Linked DNA regions of Bos taurus: region 1 is linked to region 2. The links are chromatin contacts, called in public Hi-C maps. All regions are on one chromosome and are shown on one strand. Each heading gives the region's core, a stretch centred on a gene start, on an enhancer-like site or on the middle of the called end of the contact. The rest is flanking DNA. Distances are from core to core; before and after follow the strand shown. Region 1 overlaps FRY (FRY microtubule binding protein). Region 2 holds the start of BRCA2 (BRCA2 DNA repair associated).

Region 1 (3,091 bases), core at 156-2,655, 120 kb before region 2:
CTTCTGTGTGGAACCTGGTGTCAGATGACTCACCCTGCCGTTGCCCCCACAGCTGCTGGAGAAGGGCCTCCCCAGCATGCAGCAGCCCCTCCTGCAGGTGATCCACAGTCTGCTCAGCTACATGGACCTTTCTGTCGTTCCTGTAAAGCAGTTCAACGTGGAAGTTCTGAAGACCATTGAAAAATACGTGCAAGTGAGTATTGAACCAGCATGTTTCCAGATAGTTGTTCCAGAAAGACATCCTCTGTATGCAGCTTGTACTCGGCCATAGTTTTATGGGTGCCAGGCTGCGCATTCATTTATCAATGTCCGTAACACACTGAGAGCGGCCAAGACAGTGGCTGACCAGCACCCTGAGCGGTGTCCTGAGGAGAAAGACAGGACCAGGCCCTAGCGCGTTCCTGAGCCTTCAGAGGACACGTCTCTGCCTCCTGCGCTTAAAGGCCAGATACTGAAAGCATGTCCTGGCTTGGGGGGCAGGGGCAGGGTCTTGTTTGAGGGGTTCTATTTCAAAGGAGAAGGAAGAAGCAACTTGTGTGTGCCTGGTTCCAGACCAGGTGTTTTAGATGAGAAGGGTTAATTCAGAGGAGAAAATTGTCACTTAGGGTCGAAGGAACTAAGGCTAAGAAACGGCATACTTATACTTAAAAATACTCCAACAAACAAAACATACTGTGTACTTGGTGAGTTTCAGAGTTCAAGGGCAAATGCTCGGCTTTCTCTGGTTAAATTCATTGACTAAGCTTGACAACTTTAAACATTTTTTTCCCCATCTTCACTTCACCAGTCACATTACTTGAAGAATTTGCAAATACTAAAAATGATTTTCAAGCTTTTTTTTTCCTCCAAGTGGCATTGCTCCAGTAACAGTTGTACCATGTGGTAGATGTTCATTATCGCTTTCTCACTTGACACTCACGAGAGACAGAGGGGCAGTTCACATCTTTGCCCCTTGTTCAAAAAAAAAAAATTTGTTTTATTAGACTACCTGTTCTTATGCCTGTGGATCATCCCTGGTACTTGAGATCTTTACTGAATGGTGGCTAATTTCATATCAAACCATGACCTCCCTTGTGCAGAAGTTAACAATGAAGGGAATGCGTTTTACTTCATGTGCTTTTATTCCAAGTCCTAGACAAATAATAACATTTATCAGGCTGGTTATCCATGTTCAGTATTTTTATGGGAAAAGTGTCTTGGTCTGCCTGGGAGTTGTCAGAGACACAAAGATGGTGAAACACAGTGAGACTTTCAGGAAGAGTAGGAGTTTGATAAGGAAGGAGAGGAAGGGCATTCCAGGATGAGAGAACAGCATGAGGAAATGCACAGAGGCTAGAGACATCAGCTGGGATGGCGAATTCCAGGGGAGATTACCCACGTAGGCCTTGCTCGAAGAGTGTGGACTCCTCCTTGTCCACCAGGGGGAGCTCTTGAAGATGTTTAAGCGGGGAAGTGGCTTGAGCTGAAGATTCTGGAACGATCACTGTAGCTGGAATGGGTTTGATGGACCCAAGGAGAGGCTGCAAGTGGGGAAGCCAGTTAAGAGACCACTGAAATAGTCCAAGGAGGATTCAGCTGAGGCAGTGCCAACAGGAATGGAGGTGGGCAGGGGTAGGGGTCAGATTCTCAGGAGGGAGGGAAGAGGGGAGTTAAGAATGGTTCCCAGACTCCGGGGTTAGGTCATGAGGAAGACACGGACAAGAAGAGAAGAGGGCTGAGGGCAGAGGTCAGACGCCCAGGAAGCAAATGGAGCAGAAAGAGCCAGAGAAGTGGGAAGCATAGATGGAAACTGGAGGCAGGGAGAATCTTGAGGAGTGAGGGAACAGTAGCGTAACTGCAATGGAGGCTGGAGCTTTTTTTGTTTTGTTTTGCTTTTCAAATTAAGGAAGTACCTCATTAGCAAAAGTGGTACCTTGTTATTTTAAACTTGTTTATTTGAATGTGGACAAAACTGTTCTTTTTTATTTGCTTATTTCCTAAATGTAGCTCCTCCTAAATTATCTTTTTTATGTCATTTGCCTTTTACTTATCAAAGGATTTCCTGCACTGTTTTAAATCAGTGAGTTCTGACAGGTCATGAGAAGCTTCAGTAGCTAGGAGCATGTTAGTTTTTTTTTTAATGAAATAAGTTTTTAAGTATTGACTGTTTCATTTCCTTCAGAGCATTCACTGGAGAGAAGCTCTGAATATTTTGAAGCTGGTGGTTTCTCGATCGGCCAGCCTCGTTTTGCCTTCCTACCAACACAGCGACCTCTCAAAGATAGAAATACATCGAGTGTGGACGAGCTCATCCAAGGAATTACCTGGAAAAACCCTAGACTTCCACTTTGATATCTCAGAGGTATGTTAACTGTTCCCGTGAACTTTAGCGTGAATGCATAGGAGCAAAGTTCTAAACTAGCTGCCTGGAGAAGGAGGGCTTCCTTTACATTTATGTCACATGAAAGCTTCTAAGGCCTAATGAGGTCCTATTTTTTTTCTTTTTTAAGAACACATTCATAGGGGCTCTCATTTGGCAGCTTTTAAAAATAGAAGCTAGCCTCAGTTATGTAAAAACGATTCCACAGAAAAGACAATTTTTAAAATGGAATGATCTTAAGCATTTTAAACCATGAGCTTCACTCATTCTTTATCTGACTGCTGCCACGTCCTGTCTGGTATCTGCAACCTTCTTTCCTGAACTGTAGCCAAACCAGTGAATGACCGAGATTTATGGAATCTGCCCTTATGGTCATTTCCCCAAGCCACAATGCTTTTTTTTCTTTAACAATTTTTTTAAAGTTGATATGTTGTGTTTTCATTTTTATTAAGTTCAGTTTTTTTGGTGGGGTCACATGGCATGCAGGATTTTAGCTGCCCGACCAGGGATCAAACCCACGGGCCCTACAGTGGGCACATGGAGTTCTAAAAACTGAACCATCAAGGGAAGTCTCCCACACTGCTTTTTACAGTACCACCATTTAAATTCTTGCCTTGAGAAAGAAAGGAAATGTGGAGAGAAGAGACCTATGAACCAAACTAAGGAGTCAGGAAGAAAAGAGGACACAAAATAGTCCGATTTACCTGCTGGTCCATGAACAAACTTTTGGAA
Region 2 (3,208 bases), core at 342-2,841:
AAAGAAGACAGAATTATGGCAGGACACATAAATGTAAAAAACCTGGTTCTGCAGCAGCAAGAAGCATAGTTATGGGGGTTGGGGGGACAGCGTACTTAGCAAAAAAATATATTTCAGAGGGTTGTATAACATGCCAACCGGTCTCATTAGTCCACTCTAGTGAGAATTCTCCCCAAAAGGGGAAATTTCAGAAGCAAACTGTTCTTAGAGGTTAAATGCAGACTTAATCACAGGATAGTTAAGTATCTTAAGTAAAAGACTTGAACAGAAACTTGCATGCTGCATGCTAAATCGCTTCAGTAGTGTTCCACTCTTTGCAACCCCATGGACCCCTCTGTCCACCTGGGCCTTGTTTACTAGACAACTTACTCAACTGGATGATTCAGTTTTCCCATCTGACAATACTAAAAAATTTATAAGATTATCATAAGGTTAAATGTGATATTATTTATAAATCAACTGGATGTTTCAGTTTCCCCATCTGACAATACTAAAAAATTTATAAGATTATCATAAGGTTAAATGTGATATTACTTATAAAGCATAAAGAATAACTCACAGATGCTCATTAAGAGGTAGCTGTTATTGGCTAAAGATCACAGGCCTGGGTATCTGTGCTATTTAGACCTAGATGATCACATGCTTTTGTATCTATGTGTATTGGAAAGGTGTCTACAGCCAAGGATTATGATCAAACTAAAATGACACCTCAGGTACCAAGTAAATGGCACCCTTTTTCGAATCCAAAGTTGCTTTCACTGTTCATTGGTCAGGAGCTTTTGTATAGTAGCAAGCCCTATGAGCCACTATCACCTTCAGAATCCAGTTGAAAGCTTTCTAGGTCCTACGATAAACACCTGAATTAAGCCTTGTGCTAGCCACAGCCCATACTCTGTGAGTGAGACTGCTGTCTTCCAGGGCAGTTTCAAGAGCAAGTCAGGCACAAAACAGGTGCTTGGTACCCTAGGAGCGTCAAGGATACGTCAAGGATACTACGGAAGCCTGCAGGAGGAAGTATTATCCAAAACTACAAGAGACTTGAGATAGGCTTAACAACTTTTCAAGCCGGGAGAGTCTGAGAGGTTTTTGAAATTCTGCTGCCCAACAGCAACACGCAGTCTATAACCAATGTACTCCGGCTTCAAATCTCAGCCCCTTCCACTCTATAGGGAGCTCTCCGTTGGGGAAGAAGTTATCCGTGCCGACTGACCACTGTGGGGTTTTCTAACGTCTGCCCACTTTGGGCGACGCCCTCTTAGTAGAGAACAAAGACTTTTCACAGACCGCAGGCCGCGTCGGGGCTGGGGGCGGCCATCCAAACGAGAGACGGAGCGGAGGAGGGGAAGGCAGGGCGTATACATGGGGCGTGGTCCCTCCAAACAGCGCGGCTTGGTACTCTGAAGGCTCGGAAGAAGAGAACGAGTATCCCGACTCTTTCTTTAGCGACTCCGGAATGACACAAGGTTTAGCCCTCGCCACAAGCGGCAGCACTTACGGCGCAGCCAGACTCTGATTCCGGTGGGCGTATACGCTGCGTGCTGCGTCATGGCGTCATCGCGTGACATATCCCGAGAGCAGGCTTTTGGCGCGAGAATCTGAAACCCGGTGGGCGGAGGTGCGGCTGCTGAAGTTTGCTGTCTCGGGCGGTGGGTCTCCGCGAAGGAGCGTGAGGGATCCGGTTTCTTATCTGAGTGCCGGCGCGTTTTGTCAGACTCCTCTGGCCAAAAAAAATAAACCAGCTTCACCTCTGAAGGCGGTTAGTGTTGGCAGGGGTGGAAATGGGCAGCCTTCCGCGGTCTCAGGCGGCGGGGAGCGCCTCCGGTGTTCGGGTGGGAACCGAGCCCCGCACCGACAGGGAGAAGGGACCAGCTCCTCGGCCGGAGGCTCCAGCCCCCCCGCCCCGTCCCGGGAAGTCCGTGGCCCAGCTTCGGGCTCCGCTCGACCCACATGTCCCAGGCTGAAATTTCCTTCATTGGAATCACGATGAAGTTACTTTACCGGAACATTGCTGTTTTGGAAAATGTTTCATAGTCTGTGGCACATTGTATCTGCCTCATCGCTTAGTCCCCAGGTAGTTGCTTTGTTAACGAAAATTTACTGATTGGGAATTGTTACCCGGTGTTTATCTAATAGCCCTCTGCTAACTGCGCAGCCACTGGCCACACGTGACTAGTTAATGAAGATTAAATAATAATTAAAAATTCTGTTCTTGAGCAGACTTGCCACAGTTGAGATGAGTCATGTGGCTAATGGCTGCTCTATTGGACTGCACAAATACAGAATACTTAATTCCCCGCGGTGAGTTCGATTCTTGTTTTAAAATAAACAATGTAGCTTCAGGCAGGTTTACCGCTTCCGGTTTTACCTCAGACTCATTTAGCAAGGACTGCATCTGTGTGAAGTGTATTTTGGTGTTCTCTTTTGCAGACTCACCAAACTCTGAAGCAATAGTGTAGATAAAAATGCCGATTGGATGCAAAGAGAGGCCAACTTTTTTTGACATTTTTAAGGCGCGATGCAACAAAGCAGGTATTAACAGATTTTTTATACGAATTGATCGTTTGAGAAAAATGTTTTCAGAAAAATGTAATTATGCATGCTTGTTGAAAAGAATCCAGTGCTTCACGTTTTTGTTTACACCATAAACTGTGCTTTATGAAGTCATAAATCAGAAAAGTAATCATTTACAGTTAACCAAATGATCGGTGTAGAACCTGTGGTGGATAAAGAGGAAACTGGCCCCTTGATGAGTAGAACTGTTTTTAAAGCAGAGACTTCCTAGCAAGTCAGAAGCATTAGTAACATAATAGCAGAAGTTGTCCCAACTTTTTGGTCTCAGTTCGCCTTACACTCTTAAAATGATTGAGGACTGAGAGCTTTTGTCTAGGTTACCATATTAGAAATTAAAACTAAGAACTTTTAAGAACATTAAGTTAATAACAAAAATAAACTCATTGCATATTAACATGAATAATATGTTTATGAAAAATAACTTTTCCAAGAAAAATGTGAAGAGTGACATTACTTTAAAATTTTGCAGTTCTCTTTACTATCTAGCTCAATAGAAGATAGCTGGATTCTCATGCTCATTCTCAAAGAATTGCATTTAATTCTTTACAATATGTTTTGATAGAGGTATATGAAGAAAACCATACCTTACACAGAAAATGTAGTTAGAAAAAGGAGTGTTTTTAATTAACTGTTTTCA

What was found. A called contact is a pair of places that touch in the nucleus more often than the background predicts.
Region 1: a Hi-C map of liver shows a contact between it and region 2, with 2.2 times the contacts expected there. The contact joins the enhancer-like site here to the promoter of BRCA2 in region 2. A contact is called at or near these places in 3 of 11 Hi-C or Micro-C datasets (blastocyst, liver and skin fibroblasts).

The regions. Positions count from the first base shown.
Region 1 is chr12:28,785,540-28,788,630 of ARS-UCD2.0, reverse strand. FRY (FRY microtubule binding protein) reads left to right here. Exons shown (of 61, transcript NM_001205616.1): 47 at 53-193; 48 at 2,162-2,341. Among named protein-coding and RNA genes, the nearest start is that of ZAR1L, 120 kb to the right of the region's middle. Within about 2 kb of position 1,405, at least 20 of the 102 cell types and tissues checked have an H3K27ac peak or open chromatin away from gene starts, as enhancers often do. A contact at or near this core is called in liver, where this site is marked.
Region 2 is chr12:28,667,040-28,670,247 of ARS-UCD2.0, reverse strand. It overlaps BRCA2 (BRCA2 DNA repair associated), which reads left to right and starts at 1,591. Exons shown (of 27, transcript XM_002691807.6): 1 at 1,591-1,756; 2 at 2,428-2,529. The coding sequence starts at 2,463. It also overlaps a transcript of ZAR1L not described here.